2 separate regions of the Mus musculus genome follow, and region 1 is linked to region 2. The links are chromatin contacts, called in public Hi-C maps. All regions are on one chromosome and are shown on one strand. The core of a region is the stretch at or near the end of the contact, and the rest is flanking DNA. Distances in the headings are between cores, read along the strand shown.

Region 1 (2,934 bases), core at 410-2,909, 1.8 Mb before region 2:
GGTAAAACAAAGTTAGCACTGGCTAAATGAATGTACTTCCGGGGGCTAGGCTAGAACCCAGTGGCACGGTGAATCTCCATGAGGTTTTCAGGTCTTTAACCCAGCTTTTCTTTCTTCTTGTTTATAATTTTCCTGCTTGTTTATCTAAGACTTTAACTTGCCAGCTCAGCAACTCACATCTGTTAATATTTTGAGATTACAGTTAGCCTCAGCCAATTGGGCCTTCCTTCAATAACAGCAGAACTTAGAAGCTCGCTGCAATTACTCCTGATTCCAAACGACTGCAAAGTGTACCTCTCTGCCCAGTTCCACTTTCTCTCTCTCCCCGTTCTGATTACTGCAAGTTATGTAAATCGAGCTGGAGAAGACTTAATTTAATCAACCCGTGGGTCTGCTTACATTTGTTTAAATATTAACTACAGTCTATATGTAAAAGACCAGAGAGGGACAAACTAGTTGCTAAGCATCGCGGCCAATCACTGACACTGTCTTTGCATTGTCAGATCTCTTTGAGTCCGGCTCAAGGCTGTAGAAGGTTTCGTTGTGCACTCACCACGTGCCTGAGGTAACTCTAGAAACCCGCAGCTCCTTTAGAGACTGTCAGGAAGACATCTATTTCACCAACCATTTATGGAGATGAGGAGAGAGGACAGGACTGTGGGAAGTTGGAAAGGGGTTCTATTTTTCTTGCTGGACATTTCCATTCACTCCAGCTCATCTGCATTGCTTACCTTCCAGACCAGAGGTACCCCTCCCGCTGGGTGGGGGTGGGGGTGGGGGTGGGGATTGGCTGGGTGCTTGGAGTGTTAAGCAATCTGAGAGAAAAGGGAAACTTCTCTAAATTACAACCCAGGGCACTGGTCAGGGAGTAGAGGAAGCTACAAAGCAAAGCAGCTTCTCTGGGCAATAGTGGACCCCAACATAAAAACATTATCTCACGAAGATGCTACATGGCCTTTTGGTAGCAGGAAGTGCGAACTGCGGGTTCTGTAGGTTTCTAACTGCACTGCAGGTGCATCTTGAAGACGGAAAGAAAATGTCAGGCATAGAGGTTGTTTAGCATTACAAAACCAGCTAAGTCCTTCATACCAACACTGACCAGACCTGTAAGTGATTTACACCCCACCCCTCCCCACCCCACCCTACCCCACCTCAGCCAAATGAGTCAGGATAAGAATTTGGTGTCTGGCTTGTTTTTGTCACGGTGCCAGCTCAGAAGTGCAGTGATTGGCTGAGATACAGAACTCCACAATTAACATTAAACACAGGCAGCTGGCTGCATTTTGATTAAAACCGGCGATCAAGAGCTCTGGCAATCTGGGTTTTTGTGATGGCCGGAGCTTTATTCCCTCGTAAATACCACTGACAGTTGTTCGCGCATTGGAGCCTCTTCGTTTACTTTCTCTGTGGTTCTCTGTGTTTAAAAAATTGGCAGAAATCCTTCCAGGTGAAACAGTTTCCGTATCCATTTTCACCCTTGTGGACTGTCAGTTGGGTGGTAGAAACAGGAAAGACAGACAGACCCACGGGAGCCAAGTTCAGGGGTCCCCCACCCCGCCCCACCCCATCTCTGTCACATTTTTTTTTTTCCAGAAAATGGAGGGATTTAGCCCTTGAAGCAGCCTGGTTCTTCCAGAGGGGTGTTACGCTTTGTGGCTCTTTGGCCCCATCTTATGGACAACAGTATTATAAATCGGAGATGGACGATGGTCCTGCAGAGCAGGTGCCCCAGAAGTTTGATTTCTTATTATAAAGTCAAAGTGTAATGATGACTCGGTTTCTCCCAGACTACATTCAGGAATACCCTTAGAGTTCACCGATGTTCAGAAAATCAGTGGCGAGTATGGAAATCTTACATGTGAACATGTGAACAGAACCGTTGCGCATGGTAACTCGAAGACTGTGGTAAGGAGTATGGTGTGTCCAACTATTGTTACTGGCATTTGGGAAGCCTCTCTTTGGTTACCAGATGGTACTTTGGGGCGTTTAGTCTCTTTAATAAAATAATTTAAAAGGGGGCCGAGGAAGTGGCTCTGTGGTTAAGAGCACTGGGAGCTGAGGATCCAGGTTTGAGTCTCAGTACGTGTATAATGGCTCACAACTGTCTGTAACTCAGATTCCAAGGGCTCTGACCCCTCTTCTAGCCCCTGTGCGTACCAAACGCTGAAGTGAGACAGAGACACAGATCCAGGCAAAATAGCCCTGCGCATGGTTTTCAAAACCTTTAAAACTTTAAGAATGGATGAACACATACGGCTTTGAGACAGTTTTACCAGGGTTTAAGAGAGCATCCCTTTCGAGCAGGCAAGCTGTCACCTCTGCATCTTCAGAGAGGAGAAGACTTGAGGAGAGAAAGGGAAAACCACGGTTGGCCATGTGGACAAGCAGCCACATGGCAGAGAGGGAGGCTTTAGAAAAAGAGTAAGGCAGACCACAATGTTGAAGAAGCCCAAAGTGCTGGCAAAGCATCCTAAGACATGAGACAGAAATGAGGAGGGGAAGCTAGGATTTTCTGAATGATTCAGAAAGCAGATAGACTTATAAAGCGACATGCAGCTAGGGGTGGGATCTTGGGAATCCCAGGGGTGACATGGCCTTCCTGAAGGGTGGTCCCTTGGCTAGGTGATTGACACAGGCTAACCGAAATGTTAGGTCTCCACGCAGGCCAGAGATGCCCCCCTTGTAACCAGAAGGAGCCCTCCTTTAGTGGGTTTGTACTACCTTACCTGGACAACATTCTGTTCTCAGTTCTTGACCCTGGAACTAAGAATACGCTAAGCAAATGTTTTGCCATGGAGTCATACCCAGCTCTGTAATGTGTTCTTGGAAAATGCTAAGGAACCCGTGTGTTACATGTTCTCGCCACAAATAGAAAGCAACACAAGGCACACTATATATGTTAATTAGCCAGGTGAGTCACGCCACAAGATACTC
Region 2 (2,700 bases), core at 144-2,643:
ATGGAAAACAATTTGTGTTCAACTGCGCCCTCCAGTGGCCACCGGCAGCTGCAGCGCTGCCAACAACATTTAAGATTCTCTCTCTCTCTCTCTCTCTCTCTCTCTCTCTCTCTCAAAATGAAAGCTCAGAATTATTCTAAAGAGAACACTAAACTGGAGAGAGGAGGCATGCAGACTGCAAGTTTTTAAAACCTCTCCTTTATGTTTAAAACATCTCAAAACGTTCACAGATCTATAAAGAAAGGAACCAGGGCTGGAGAGATGGCTCAGTGGTTAAGAGCACTGGCTGCTCTTTCAGAGGTCCTGAGTTCAAATCCCAGCACCGGCATTGTGACTCACGACCATCTGTAATGAGATCTAACGCCCTCTTCTGGGGTATCTGAAGACAGCTACAGTATACTTCCATATAATAAATAAACAAGGAAGGAAGGAAGGAAGGAAGGAAGGAAGGAAGGAAGGAAGGAAGGAAGGAAGGAAGGAAGGAAGGGAGAAGAAAGAAAAAGCACATAAATGTGCCATATACCCCAATATACATTCACACACCCTATACGCACATTTCAACGAAGACCCCCCCCCCAGAATTATCAGCAGTTTCAGAAATTACAACTGATGGACCATAGTTGTGAGCCCCCACGTGGCTGCTGGGATTTGAACTCGGAACCTTTGGAAGAGCAGTCAGTGCTCTTACTTGCTAAGCCATCTCGCCAGCCCCAGGCACTGTACTTTCTAATCGAAAGCACCTTTGAACTTCATTCTAGAAGGAGCCTACCTGCGCACTGCTAATGCCTGGCTTTTTACAATTTGACCTTCAATCTAGACGTCACCCAAATGATGGACTCCGTGCTTGTGAACCCTCCCCTGCTACAGAGAAGCAACAAAGGGGGAAAGACATCAACTCTATAATCTGAGACGCTGACTGCTCCTACAGGGTTCTGAGCACCCACGCCGCAGCTGGCAGGCAACCATCTGCAACTTCAGGGTTGTATCTGATGCCCTTTTCTGGTATACATGGGTACTGCATGCATGAGCTACAGATACAGGCAGGCAAAGCATTCATACACATAAAATAAAAATAAATCCTTTCTAAAAATAGTGAATGTGGCACCATTCATTTTTACATTAATTTGTTATGAGTGTGTATGTGCACACACACATGAGCGTGTGAGTGTGTGCGTGGATGACGTGGCACATCTGTGGAGGTCAAGGGACAACTGTCAGGGTCAGTGCTTTTATTCTATCATGTGCGTCTCAGGGGTAGAATTCAGGTCATCAGGCCAGGTGGCAATCTCACCAGTCCAATAACTCCATCTCTAATGCTCTGTTAAATTGTGTGCCGTGTCAGCAAGCAGAGCTGGCATGAGCCCATTAGGAAGAAAATTGGACTGTTCATAAGTATGCGCCATCTGCTGGAGCATCCATGAGCAGCCCACGACATGGACACAGTGAATAGGGCTGCAGAGACAGTAGTGGAACTGGGTCCACAAGAACTCCTTTCTGCTTTTCATTGCTGGAGGACCCTGGCCTAAGCCCAAGCACCAGAGAACTAATGAACATTTAGTCTCAATCTGCAGCCTCCCTAGGGGACCACAGCAGAGTCTGCGGAAACGGTATAATTGTCTTGTTCATTACTGGAAACAGTAACTAAGTATCCTTCAGGACTCTCCAGCTCAAGATCTATAAGGATTTCTATTGTTCTGCTTCTCAGGCTTGGTATTTGTTTGGTGCTTTAAAAAGAGAGAAACCTGTCTCCTGCTATGTTTAAATGCCCAATCCCATCAGGACACTTCTGCAGCTGCCTGCATTGGGAGAAATCAGGAAATGACATCAAAGTCTAGACATAAAACAAAACATAAAAAGACATCTTTGAGACAAGCCTGGAGAAATGTGAGCATGAGCAATAGGTAGATGGTGACAAGCCTCTATTTCCAGTTTCCAGTCAGCTTGGGTACCACAGCTCAGTCTAAGGAAACCACACACAGCCATCTTTATCCTGCCCAGGACTGGGGAGACATGAGCTTAGAGATCTCCACCCAGACTCCAGAGGGTGGAGTAACCTTTATCTGAAGTTTTTGGGACCAGCATGCTTTTCTTCCTTTCTTTCTTCCTTCCTTCCTTTCTTTCTTTCTTTCTTTCTTTCTTTCTTTCTTCCTTTCTGCGTTTAGAATGTTTGCATATACATCATGTGTATCTTGGGAATGTGGCTCAGGGGCACACAAAATTCATTTAAAGAAAAAAATATATATATATACACACACACATATGTATCCTAAAGATATATACTTTTTATATATACACTTTTTTTCTCCTTTGGAGACATGTTCTTCTCCCTGTGTATCTCTGGCTGATCTGGTATTCACAAAGATCCTCCTACATCTGCCTCCAGAGTATTGGAATTAAAAGTGTGCACCACCACTCCTGGCTGGGTGGCTGGTCTTGTCTCTGAGACTGCATAACCACATAGCATTATCATTGAGAAATTCACACTTGAGAACCACACAATCAAGTTATAATAAATAAATAAATAAATAAATAAATAAATAAATAAAATCTCATTAACATTTAAAGTAAGTTTGTTATTTGTGACTGTATTCATAACTGCCCTTGGGGAGCTACCTGCAAAAGATCAGAGCCTCATTCAGGTGGCTATGATTAATCCCCCCAGCTGTCCACAGTGCAGGTTACTTGCTTGGGCTCTGGGGC

What was found. A called contact is a pair of places that touch in the nucleus more often than the background predicts.
Region 1: a Hi-C map of cortical neurons shows a contact between it and region 2, with 11 times the contacts expected there. The contact joins two enhancer-like sites. A contact is called at or near these places in 6 of 484 Hi-C or Micro-C datasets (B cells, the N1E-115 cell line, brown adipocytes and 2 more).

What each region holds. Positions count from the first base shown.
Region 1 is chr13:60,477,891-60,480,824 of GRCm38.p6, reverse strand. No RefSeq gene overlaps it. Among named protein-coding and RNA genes, the nearest start is that of A530001N23Rik, 29 kb to the left of the region's middle. Within about 2 kb of position 1,659, at least 86 of the 459 cell types and tissues checked have an H3K27ac peak or open chromatin away from gene starts, as enhancers often do. A contact at or near this core is called in cortical neurons, where this site is marked.
Region 2 is chr13:58,637,849-58,640,548 of GRCm38.p6, reverse strand. No RefSeq gene overlaps it. Among named protein-coding and RNA genes, the nearest start is that of Slc28a3, 28 kb to the right of the region's middle. Within about 2 kb of position 1,393, at least 13 of the 459 cell types and tissues checked have an H3K27ac peak or open chromatin away from gene starts, as enhancers often do. A contact at or near this core is called in cortical neurons, where this site is marked.